Linked DNA regions of Mus musculus: region 2 is linked to region 1. The links are chromatin contacts, called in public Hi-C maps. All regions are on one chromosome and are shown on one strand. Each heading gives the region's core, a stretch centred on a gene start, on an enhancer-like site or on the middle of the called end of the contact. The rest is flanking DNA. Distances are from core to core; before and after follow the strand shown. Region 1 overlaps Tnrc6b (trinucleotide repeat containing 6b). Region 2 overlaps Mrtfa (myocardin related transcription factor A).

Region 1 (6,346 bases), core at 3,620-6,119:
TTTTTTTTTTTGGTTTTTCGAGACAGGGTTTCTCTGTGTAGCCCTGGCTGTCCTGGAACTCACTCTGTAGACCAGGCTGGCCTTGAACTCAGAAATCTGCCTGCCTCTGCCTCCCAAGTGCTGGGACTAAAGTCGTGCTCCACCATGCCCGGCTTTTTTATTTTTATTTTGTATTTTGTATTTTTTGGTTTTACTTTGCCTTTTTAACTTCCCTTTATGCTAGGAATGTAGCCCAGAGCTTCATGCATGTTAGATAAGCTATACTCCCCTCCCCCCCCACTACTTTAGTTCCAGCCCATATCTGTTTTTAGTAATTGGTACCTTTTATGTCCTATTTTGAAAATTCCTTTTCTATCTCTAAATTTAAAAAATCATTATTCTATAATACTTCTAAAGGCATTATTATTTATATTTCATATTTAAGTATGTAGCTTCTCTGGAATTTTTTTAAAACTTTTTTTTTTTTTTTACTACTGTTAAATTCCATGTATCTGTGTGCCTTCTGTGAGTCTGTGCTTTGAGTGCAGCTGCCCATGGAATCCAGACGAGTGTTGGGTCCTCTGGAGCTGGAGTTACAGACTACTGTGAGCCTTTTGGTGTGGGTGCTGGGAACATAACTCAGGTCTCTGCAAGTGCCATTTGTGCTCTTAATGACTGAGAAGTCTCCCACTCCTGGCTACTATATTTGGCAATTCTTGAGTGATTTATTAGTGCTTATCTAACTTCAGGGCTTGCTTTTTATTTTATGTTTTATCCAGATTTTCTGGCTGTCCTTAACAGGGCAGTTGATCTGAATCATCTAGCTTATATTCCCAGTATCTTTGAAGTTTTGGGTTCATTTTGACTTAAAAAATGATCTGTTCTTGTGCAGGGCCCTCTGCAGCATGTACCCACCCCCCCCCAAATCTGTTCTGTCTTGCTAAGGACCCTCATCTAATATGTTTACGAAAAAATGTTTACAGGCCTGAAAAACTATTTTATAGATTAATGCCAGTTTCTATTTTTGTATATTACTTTTTTATTTAAGAGACCAAAAGAGGTTTCTGTTTCTTCAGTACTTCTCCTGGGTTTAAAATTCTGTTAGTAGAGAACTTGCTACATTAACCGGACATGTATGGCAAGATAATTTCAGAACTCTAATTGTGATGGAAATTGAAAAATAAGCTCTCAAACATGGACTTGATGGCTACAGCAGTTTAACCATTACCCCGTCACAGCCGGTGGTAAGCCCCCTTTCTCTGTTTATTTGGAATTTAAACTTTTCTTTTGGCCAGAGATGGACTGTATGTAAACCACATCCAGAATGTTTTTAGTTTGTACCACAAAGTATGAAGACAATGTTTTTGGTTGATGGCAGCTAGATCAGTGACATATGATGCTCCAGGAACTGTTTTTACAGCGCTCAAGATGCACAGGGACGGAATAGCAAACTCACATGATCCTTGGCAAGGAAAAACTGGCTACGTGGCTGATGTTAAATTTGCTTTTGAAGGCAGTAAGACCAAGAAATATCCGAAGACTTGGAGGCTACAGTGGGGAGAGGATTTTGCAGTTAGTAAACAATAGCAGGAACCTGTAGCAAGGCAGCTGTTGGTAAGCCATTTGCAGCTTCTAACAGCCCAACAGGGAGACTGGAGAGGAAAAGCTGCCACGGCCTTCAGGGAATGTTGTTCAAGGCAGTGACGGCAAAGAGGCTCCCATTTTACAGACTTCCTTTCTGGCCCATCTTGCTGTCAGTGTGACCCTGGCATTCTTATGCTGTGAGATTTACCAGGGACTGAGTTAGCTTTGTTGATGTTGAGCTGCCCTTAGATGTTAGGCTGTACCACTGACCACACACTTCCTTCTTGCTCAGCCCTTGCTTAGATTATACTCATTACCTTCTCAAAGTGTGGCCCAGGGACATCCTCTTGCTCATTGTTACAGTTAGGGTTCCTGTTACTATGATGACTACCATGGCCAAAAGCAGCTGTGAGAAGAAAGGCTTTATCTCATCTTCCAGCTTGTTGTCCCTCATCCAGGGGAGTGCTGGGCTCATGGTAGAAACCTGGAGGCAAGAACTGGAGCAGAGGCCATGGAGGAATGGAGCTTACGGTCTGCTTCTCATGTCTGTCTCATCCTGCTCAGTGGTGGCACATCCTATAGAGGGCTGGGCCTTCCCTCATCAATCAATAAATGGATAACTGACTTGCCCATGGGCTAGTCTAGTAGGGGCATTTTCTCATTTGACATTCCTTCTTCCCAAATATCTTTAACCTGTATTAAGTTGGCATAAAAGTAGTCAGTACACTGAACATCAGAGTCTTTCAAGGGGTCCTCCAGGCACAACTAAATCATTTTTCTACTGGGATGCAGTATGCCTTAAGACATTCTTTCCTTAGGGCACAATAGAATTTTCTAGAGAATCCAGGACATTCTCTGCTGCCCAAGACCAAGAAAAAAAAGCACACGTTAGTATATGTATGTATGTGTGTATGTGTGTGTGTGTGTGTGTGTGTGTGTGTGTATGCTGTATCTTTTTGGTTTTTTTTTTTTTTTTTTTTTTTTTTTTTTTTTTTTTGAGACAGGGTTTCTCTGTATAGCCCTGGCTGTTCTAGAACTCACTTTGTAGACCAGGCTGGCCTCAAACTCAGAAATCCTCCTGCCTCTGCCTCCCGAGTGCTGGGATTAAAGGCATGTGCCACCACGCCCAGGATAGCTGCTGTATCTTAAGCCAAGCTTTAAAGAACCTTGCTTAAATATAAGGCACTGGTCCTTTCTCATATTAGTAATTCCTTGAAAGATGATAATTTCAATTTTGAAAATGTAATGATTTATTGTTGATACCCTTCCTTCTCTCTTCTCTTCTCTTCTCTTCTCTTCTCTTCTCTTCTCTTCTCTTCTCTTCTCTTCTCCTCCTTTCCTCTCCCCCCTCTCCCCTCCCCCCTCTCTCTCCTCTCCCCCCTTTCCCCTCTCTCTCCCCTCTCCCCATCTCCCCCTCTTCCCCCTCTCCCCCTCCCCCTCTTTCCCTTCTCTCTCCTCTCCTCTCTCTCCTCACCTCTCTCCCCCCTCTCCCCCTCTCCCCTGTCTCTCCCCTCCCCTCCTCCCTTCTCCCCTTCCCTCCCCTCCCCTCCCCTCTCTTCTCTTCTCTTACCTCCTTTTTTGAGAAAAGAATCTCACTATGTAGCCCTGGCTGGACAAGAACTCACTGTGTAGAACAGGCTGGCCTGTAATTCAGAGATCTGCCTGCTTTACTCGTGAGTGCTGGAATCAAAGGTGTAGACCACACACATGGCCTTGTTGTTGGTATCTTTTAATAAACTAATAAATTTATAATAATTCATACTTTTAAATGTTTGGTATGATATGTCTTGGTAATTTTAATAACATAAAATCACTTTGGAGTCCTCTAATTTTTGGAATGAAGTGAGATCCTCCGATGAATAGGTTTGAGAACTACGTTTTAAATTCTATCATTTTCAGTTGGAATCAGTTTTTCTTTCTGACGGTGTCATAGGTTGCCCCTCCACTTTCTGTACGTTCTGTGAACTTCTGTGTGATGTGAGTGGCAGGCTGTGTATTTGGTGAGATTTTTTTTCATGGTTATTTGCCTCGTTATCATCCATATCAATGTCCAGTTCACTGGTTTATCTCAGAGGCAGTGTACATTTAACAACTTGCCAACAATTGGGCACGGTGGCATATACCCATAATCCAGGTACTCCAGAGTCTGAGACAGGAGGATCACAATGAGTTAGAGGCCAATATGGGCTATGTGAGACCTGCCTCTCAAAAAACAAAAAACAAAACCAAGGGAACAGGATGTAGCCCAGCTGGTAGATTGCTTACATATCCTGAACAAAGTGCACACACAGAGCCTTGTATGATGTGGCTCTTGCTGTAATCTCAGCATTGGAAAGCAAATGACAAGAGAATGATGTGACTTTGAAGGTCAGCCTGGTGCATGCAGCAAACCTTGCCTCAAGGAACTCAAATAAACAGAATTAATGATGAGGGTGAGCACAGTTGCTTGTGTTTAGGTTGTCAGAAGGCAGTCCTGTTTTCTCAAGCCCTTTGCTTAAGAATTGACCAACTGTCCTGGAGGTAGCCTAGAACACATACAATTGAACAAACAGGCTTAGTAGCCCAAGGTGGGATACCTGTTTTTCTCATCATTCCTGCTTGAGACTGTCCCCTACACCAAGCAGTCTTTCCGGATTTTCCCAGATAGTAGAGTAAAACTGAGGTTTTAAAGCCAGAGTTTTATAGCCAGGTGTGGGAGGCAGAGGCAGGTGGATCTTTGTGGGTCTAGAACAGCTTGTTTTACATAGCAGGTTCTAGGCTTCTTCTGTACCAGTCCCAAGGTGCCCTCTACTACTGTAAGTTCCATGGGGATAGCATGCTGCCCTGATATACTATAGGGGTTTTTTTTGTTTTTTTTGTTTTTTGTTTGTTTGTTTTTAAAGAGATGTGTGAGTAGAATCCTTACATGAGTTAAGTCAGAATATTGTATTGAGTTGAGTTTATTTTTCCTTAAAAATGTGTGTCGATCACATAAGGATTTATTGAGAATGTCTCTTGGGCAGACTCTGTATTTAATAATACTAATGAAGTATTAAGTGATCCCTCTGATGCAGACTCTCTTAGTTACTGTCCTATTGCTGTGAAGAGACACCAACCACAACCAAGGCTGACAAAATAAAGCATTTAGGTGGGGCTTGCTTACAGATTCAGAAGTTTGTCCCATTGTCATCATGTCAAGGAGCATGGTGGCACACAGGCAGACGTGGTGCTGGAAAAGTAACTGAGAGGTCTACCTACATCCTGATCTAGAGGCATGGACCTGACTGCGACCTTTGAAACTTCAAAGCCCGCCTGTCTCCAGGTGACACATCTACAAGGCCACACCTTCTAATCTTTCTCAAGCAATGCCACTCCCTGATGACTAAGCATTCAGATCTATGAGCCTATGGGGACATTCTTATTGAAAGTGTAACACATGCCAGACCTCAGAGAGCTTATAAGCAGTAGTCCACACAGAAGGAAGCCTGGGGAGGAGTGCATGTACAGTTTACTAGCTCAGAAGGAGGACACATTGAGATTGCCTGTGAGGTAAGATGGTGTCAGGGATTTCACAGAAAAGATTGCCTAACCTGCGTCTGTCTTCAAGTTGAGAAGTTTGGCCTGTGGGTACTTCTAAGAGGAAATAGCTTGCACAAAGGCACATGAAACCACTGTGGGTGCTCTAGGGAAATTGAATACAGTGTAGCTTTGTAAGATAAAACAGGAGAACTCAGCAGGTACTAGGCCAGGTATAGCATGGAGTAGAGATTATATTTTCTTACTCAAGAGTTTGTACTTTCTAAATATCATTCTTATGTTAAAGGTAGTGGGTATTGAGGCTAAGAAAACCAAATTCTAAAAACTAGTGAAACTAGTTAAAATGGATGAAGTCAAAGTCGGTGGCAGCAGACATATGTAAGAAGAACACACTGATTAGAATTGATAGGCTTTGGTGCTAGGAAGGAGCTGATGATGTCAGATTTCTGATCTGAGGGGGTGATGTTGTTTCGGATGAGGTAGAGGGGAAACACCTGTTGGGGACAGGATGTTTGAGTTGTAGTTGCACTGAGTCTTAGGCACCGGTGGCACAGGAGGTAGCAAAGGCTGTTGGCGTAGGCAGCAATGCATCTGATTCTGGCTGGTAAGAACGCTCAGCACTGGCTTTGGGGATCGTCAGCACAGAGGTGGTAGTTACATTTGTGAACAAAAGATAGGGACATTGGAACTACAAATGCAAGCTGCGTTAGGAAGTTGAGGCAGGAAGACCACAAATTCAAGGCCAGCCTAGATTATATAGTGACACCCTCACTCAAATTAAAAGAAAAAAACTTCCAGGACAGCCAGGGCTACACAGAAAAACTCTTGTTTCGGAAAACAAAAACAAAAATGAAGTCCTGGGTTCAGTCCCCAGCAACTGGGAGGTTAGAAGCAAGAGGATCAGAAACTGAAGGTCCCTGATGGAGAGCAGGCCAGACTGAGTCATGCGAAACCCTATCTCAGAAAATAAACCAAGCAAATATGTAGTTACAGAAATGTGTGCTGTTGCCTTTTGCTGTTGTTTTGGTGGTTTTATTTGGCTGTTTTTTGTTTGTTGCTTGTACAATGTTGGAGTATAGTATATTCCTTAACAGTCTGCATTCCAAGATGATACTAGAGAAATGCTGGTGACAGCAGGGAGAACTAAGGAGGGTCGTGAGGGAAGAGACTGAGTGATCAAGGGCTTTTTTTCTGTGCTGCTTGAATTTTTAAACTGAGAATTAAAATGAATCACACTGAATAGTTAAGTTTGAAAATTAAAACCCTG
Region 2 (6,673 bases), core at 3,081-5,580, 350 kb after region 1:
TTGGATATATGATTAATGCTGCCAAGAGCTTTTCTTAAACATTTATGTATTTGTTTTTGAGTGTGAGTTTGAATACATGGGTGTGTAGGACATGTGTGGAGGTCAAAGAACAACTCGTGGAAGTCAGTTCTCTCCTTTATTATGTGGGTTGCAGGGATCAAACTCAGGCCATAAGGGCTTGTCAATCAGCATGCGCCTTTACCCACTGAACCATCTTGCCAGCCCTTCAGGGAATATTTGTGTACAAGTTTTTGCACAATGTTTTGACTTTCTTAGGATGAAAGTAAAAATGCTAGGTCATATGGGCTATGTATTAATTTTTTTAAAAGCTGCCAAACTGTCTGCATTTTGAAAATTAAACTTTTTTATTTTGAGCTAATTATAGATCTACACATGCCTGTAAGAATAGGGTGAGCCACACATCCCTCACACATTACAGAGCCACATACAGTACTACTGCAACCAGTGAGAGGGACAGGCAATGCCTGCCTCCTTTCCTGCCTGGCCTTCTACAGATGGTGTAGAATTATACCCTCACCATCCTCAGACTCTAACAACCACAATCTCATCTTACTTCTAAGTTTTGCCAAGCCTGGTGGTGTAGGCTTTAATCCTGTCATGGGAGATGGAGGCAGGCAGATCACTAACGAGTGCAAGGCCAGCCTCCAAACAACAACAGAACCAAGCTAAGTTTATGCAAATATCCCCCAATATGCAACCTTTCTCATGCTGTAACTGTCTTGGGAAGTATTTATAGGGACTTTCCCCTACAATATAGCACTCATCTTCAAGAGCATAAGCAATATTTCAGACAGTATTTTTTTGTTTTTATCAAGACAAGGTTTCTCTACGTAGCCCTGGCTGTCCTGGAACTTGCTCTATAGAACAGGCTGGTTTCAAAATCACAGAGATCTGCCTGCCTCTGCCTCCCAAGCACTAGAACTAAAGGCATGCGCCACCACTGTCAGGCCGGCAGTCAGTTGTTTTTGTTTTTTTGTTTTTGTTTTACAAAAAGATTGTGTATGCCTATGCATGCACATGCCTATATATGTGTATACCCACAGAAACTAGGAAAGGGCACTGTATACTTGGAGTTATCCTATATGGGTGCTAGGAATCAGACTCAGGTCCTCTACAAAAGCAACAAGTCTCTTAAACATCTAGCCACCTCTCCAGTCCCATCACGGCCTATATTAAAAAAAAAAAAAATTGGGCTGGGGATATGACTTGGTGATTAAGAGCACTGGCTGCTCTTCCAAAGGATTTGGGTTCAATTCCTAGCACCCACACCGTGGCTCACAATCATCTGTAACTATAGATCTAAAGCCTTCTTCTGGCCTCCATAGGCACCAGGCAAACACGTGATACAGAGACATACATGTTGGTCAAACCCCCATTTAAATATAAACTTATAATTAAAAATATTTATTTTAAATTTATTTATATATGTAGGTATCTACAGAAGCCAGAGGCGTTGGATTCCCAGGAAATGGAATTATGGGCAGGTGTGAGTTTTTGTTATATAAGCTGGAAAATTTTATAACAAAAGATGATCCTCTGAAAGACCCATCTTTCCAGGTCCCACAGCCTCCATTTTTAAGAATGTCATATGAATTGGGTATGTACACTTAGTTAAATCTGGTTCCTTACATTTTATACAGTGTTTATAACCTGTGCTGGTAACTTGTGAATTGGTAACTTGTTCACTGTTATTGCTAGTATTCTAGTTTGGATTACTACCTGCCAGCAACCATTCAGATGGTTTCCAGGTAGAGTCCTTAGAAGCTAAATAGTTACGGGCCTTCAGCACAAATGTGTGCTTTTATATCTCTTGTGTAAGGATCTAGAGGTTGGATTGCTGGATACTAAATATCTTCAACATTGTACTGACTTGCCTTCCTAGGCCATTACGAGCCATTTTATATTCCATAGTGTGCCTCCCCACTGCTTCACATTCTCATACACTTGTAACTAACAGTCTTTCCCATTTGAACTATTCTAGTACGTGTGTACTGGCTTCTTTTTGTGGCTTTCATTTGTATTTCTATGTTGACCAATAACACTTAGGGTCTTTCCAGAAATGATTGTTAGCATCTTTTTTTTTTTCTTTTGACAGTCTCACCACGAATATGGAGACACAGAGATCTGCTGCCTCTGCCCATCCCTGCCCAGCATCACATATAACAAAGTGTCCTATTCAGATGTTCTATCCATTCTTTACAGAGTTTTGAGAATTCTTTATAACTGAATGTGTGACAAGTGACTGTAATTCTAGCATTCAAAAGGCTGAAGTAGGAAGACCAGAAGTCCAAGATCATCCACCTCTATCACAGTGAGTTCAAGGCCAGCCTGGGCTACATGAGATCATGAGTGTCGACCCACTCCCCGTGTCTCACCCCCTACCCCCCCCCCAAAAAAAGAAAGAAGGAAGTAAATTAACTTACTTAACATTAACATTTCAATTCTTTGTTTTAGTCTCCATTATTCTGTACAAAGCACAGGCAAACAATCTGAGAACAGCTTTCTGGCAAAGAACACAGGATTAAGATTTTCAAACTCCTCGGTAGGGGATGCAGTTAGTGTTTGATCCCCAGAAGTGCATACCTGGGCTTGGTGGCACACATCTACAATCCCAGCACTCAGAGGGTAGAAGCAGCAGGGGGATCAAAATTCAAGGTCATCTGAGGCTACCTGAGAGACCTTGCCTCACTGTGCACCCACGATGGGGTGGGGGGTAAGGGGAGGAGAAGATTTTCAAAGAACAACACTTATTTTGGAAATTAACTTTTAATAATTAAAGCATGTTATACTAATGTCATCATTTTATGTTTAAAAGAAGCTGCATTATGATCACCCATCAAAACATTTAAATCTAACTTGGTGTGTGTTCAGCTTAAAAAACCTTCTCAACGGTTTAGTCAAGTGAGTGTAGGTCAGTGTGCAGAGGAAAGATCCACAACTCTGCCAAGAACACGGTTAACACAAACACTGCAGAGATAAATTTCCATAAATCTTAGAAAATAGAAACAAAGGCAAAATGTAAAAGGGATTTCTACAAACAAGTCAGTGGGAACACGGTGTATGAGATGGCATGCCCTGTGCCACGGAATGTTTGCTCAGCGCAGTGCTTGACTTCACTGAACCCACAGCTCAGGCTACCCTGAGACATCATGCTTTCTAGCCACTTCCTCCTCGTTTAGCCAACTACACGTGCACATAGGTGTGAAAGTTTATATGGGATTTATATGAACAGAAATGTTCACCATAGAAAATCAGAAAGATATAGGAAAACACAAAGGCCCAAAAAAGAAAATCTCTAATCAAGTCCAACTTTCTGAAATATCTGCTAGTTTTTGATGGACAGCCTCCCAGCCAGCAAGTCCACCAGCCCACTCCTTCCTTCCCTCCCTCCTTCCAAGTCACAGTCTCACATAGCTCAGGCTGACCTCTCTCTCACTATGCTGCTGCAGAAGATAACCCTGAACTTGTAACCCTTCCAGCTGCCTCTTCCAGTGACTGAATGAGAGGCACAGAGCCCTCTCCCCCAATGCTGGGGACTGAGGCCGGGTTTCTTCCATGATAAGCAAGCACTCTGAACTACATCTCCAGCCTCTTATTATTTTAGACAAAAACATGGAAAACATTTTTCTATACTTTGAATATACTTGTTAAAAAACAAGTATTTTCCTATCTTTTAGTTTCCTTAAAACAATTTCTTAAAAGTATTTTAAGACTAAAGAAAATAACATTTAAAAAATGTATGAGTTGCCAAATACCAAGGGAGCTGTAGTGAGTTATCAGAAAACCCAGGAAGAAACCTTTTCAAATTATTATAGTTGTATATGTATATATGCACGATATGTGCAGGCATATATACACACATATACACCACTGCATGCATGCAGAGGTCAGGGGAGAGCTTGTGGAGTCAGCCCTCTCCTCCTACCATCATGTGGGTGCTATGCATCCACCTCAGGTTTCCAAACTTGCTCAGCCAGTGCCTTTGACCACTGAGTCATCTCTCCAGCCCAAGAATTAAATCTTACACGCATTAAATAAAATTTAAAATCCCCCACACATGGCATTTTCTGTGTGTTAGGAACTGTGAGAAGCAGCACTTTACATATACTAAACAGTCCCTGGGACAGGCAACGTTGCGTTACTAGTTTATGAATGAGGTAACAGGAACAGAAGCCAAGAAATGCCCATTGCAGCTAGCTTTGAGTCAGAAACCCAGCCACCCCTGCCACCCCACCCCCACCTCAAGAGCTGGGGCCTGAACACGGAGGAGGGCTGCTCACTGGGAAGGCAAGCACGGCACACTGCAGCCCCAGCCTGTGCTCTGCACTTGCACTTCTTACAGCTTTCTGGTGTTCTTCTTTCCCCTTTTCTAGTTACTGGGGACTTCAAAGAGCATTTGTTTTGCAGGTTACATCTATCAGTATTTCATCTTGCAAGAATGTAAAACAGAAAGCACTCTAACTTTTCACATCTAATTAGCTTTTCTCTTGTAATTCTGCATTCATCTGCTGAAAAACTCCATCATGTAGCTTTAGAAAATGTATTTTACACGCATGAGACCATAACACTAAAAAAAAAGGTAAACCACGTTTCAGAATTAATATAAACATTCTGATCTTGCACCCTTTGAAAGCGCTCAGGACATTAAAGCATCTTCAACCACATCCTGAAAGGCACCTCACTGCACTTCAGTCTCAGCTGGGGCCTGTCACACAATGACTTAAAGGCATGCTCTGACATTCACAAAAACCAAGGTAAGACACCAGCCTAGGTCTCCACCAGCAGATGGTCAGGTAAGAAGCTCGTGATTGCATTTACATACACGAGGAAGGCATTTTATTCGGCTATAAAGGACAACCTAATTGGACTGAGGTGGCTGAGAAGATAAAATGTTTGCCATGCAAGCATGAACACCTTTAGAACCCAGCCCCGTAAGAGCTGTGACTATAATCCAAGTGATGGGGAGGCAGAGACAGGAGAATCCCCATAAGCTCTCTGACCAGAGGTATGAGTGAGCTCCGGGGCAGTAAGAAATCTTATCCCCAAAATTAAAAAACAAACACACAAACACACACACAAACAAGGTGGAAAGCAAGAAAGGAAGACACCCACTGCCAACCTTTGCCTCCATACATATAAACAAATATGTATCGCTCTTTCTCCCCCACCTCTCTCTGTCTGTCTGTCTCTCTCTCAAGCGCGCACACACACACACACACACACACACCAGAATTATGTCATTACCAGGTAAACAGATGGAATAGAATACCACCATGCTAAGTGAAATAGCCCCAGATTCTAAAAACAAAACAAACCACCATAATTTCTCTCCTACACAAAATCTAGACATATGTATGTGTTTGAAATAAGAGGACACCAACTATGGGGAGATGAAGGATTGCAAAGGCAGAGGGGATAGCAAGGCCATTAGGGAGATAATCATATCTCCTCTCCTCACACAATCTAGATGTAACACGTGTGCACATATATGACAAGACAGCAGAAGCGAAGCCATTTGGAAGAAGGAAGGAACCCAGTGGCATGGAGGGAGGGGCAAATATGAGTAAAGTCAGTATTTTGATATGGAATAAAAAATATGATAATAAACCAATTACTTTGTACACCGACTAAAAACATTAATAAAAAAGGAACCTCTCATTGTACAAAAAGCCACATTCTGAGGAACATACTTGTCTAAAAGACACTGCAATTTTTATTATCATTTATTAAAGATCATCATACACTAACTATATCCAGCAGTCACATACAGAAAGCAGGGGTTTGAGGACCAGACCCCCATTCGGTGTCACATTCTGTAAGACAGCCACATCAAGAAACTGATAGATAAGTCGTGAGTCTGTCAAATGATCAATGGTGTGAAGAAAATGATACGAGGTTTTACAGTTCTTGGCCAGAGAAGGGCTTACTGAGAAACTATGCTTAAGCTCGACAGGGAGAACACCACGAGCAAGTGCGAAGTGTTCCACGCAGGAGGACCTAGTATGAGAGATTAGCACAGAGCTGCGGCGGCGGCAGCACTGAATGAGCCAGCACGCTTGTGCAAAATGAGCGAGGGAGAACAGCCGGGTGCTGGGGATGGCACTGCTCTGGGAGGATCTCTTTCTTCAGCACAGCCTGCAGATGAGAGCCACCAGCAGGTTCTGAGAGGGTATCATCTGACTTAAAATGGATCATCAAAGTAACTAAAAATCTAAACAATTTGGGTTTATATGAAGAGGGCTGTTTTGTTGGGAGTTTTTTTTTTTAGAGCCCTTGTCTTTGTCTTTTTCTTCTTTCTTCTTCTCCTTTCTTTTCTTCTTCTCCTTTCTCCTCCTCCTCCTCCTCCTCTTCTTCTTCTGATTTATTTATTTTGTTAGTACACTGTTTGTTTGTTTGTTTGTTTTGTTAGTAAACTGTAGCTGTCTTCAGACACACCAGAAGAGGGCATCAGATCCCATTACAGATGGTTATGAGCCACCATGTGTTTGCTGGGAATTGATCTCAGGACCTCTGGAAAAACAGTCAGTGCTCTTAAACAATGAGCCATCTCTCCAGCACCCTTGTTGGAGTTTTAAAATTACATTTGTATTTATTTAGTCCCATTTCATGAATGTTAAGGACAAAGGACAACTTGTGGGAGCCAGTTCTCTCC

The links. Hi-C and Micro-C count contacts between places; a contact is called where the count stands out from the background.
Region 2: a contact with region 1 is called in a Hi-C map of CD8 T cells, with 2.8 times the contacts expected there. The contact joins two enhancer-like sites. A contact is called at or near these places in 1 of 484 Hi-C or Micro-C datasets (CD8 T cells) and 1 of 9 other capture datasets (embryonic stem cells).

Annotation. Positions count from the first base shown.
Region 1 is chr15:80,738,197-80,744,542 of GRCm38.p6, forward strand. All of the region lies in intron 1 of Tnrc6b (trinucleotide repeat containing 6b), which reads left to right. Among named protein-coding and RNA genes, the nearest start is that of Tnrc6b, 30 kb to the left of the region's middle. Within about 2 kb of position 4,870, at least 108 of the 459 cell types and tissues checked have an H3K27ac peak or open chromatin away from gene starts, as enhancers often do. A contact at or near this core is called in CD8 T cells, where this site is marked.
Region 2 is chr15:81,093,396-81,100,068 of GRCm38.p6, forward strand. The region is part of intron 2 of Mrtfa (myocardin related transcription factor A); the gene reads right to left. Among named protein-coding and RNA genes, the nearest start is that of Mrtfa, 94 kb to the right of the region's middle. Within about 2 kb of position 4,331, at least 57 of the 459 cell types and tissues checked have an H3K27ac peak or open chromatin away from gene starts, as enhancers often do. A contact at or near this core is called in CD8 T cells, where this site is marked.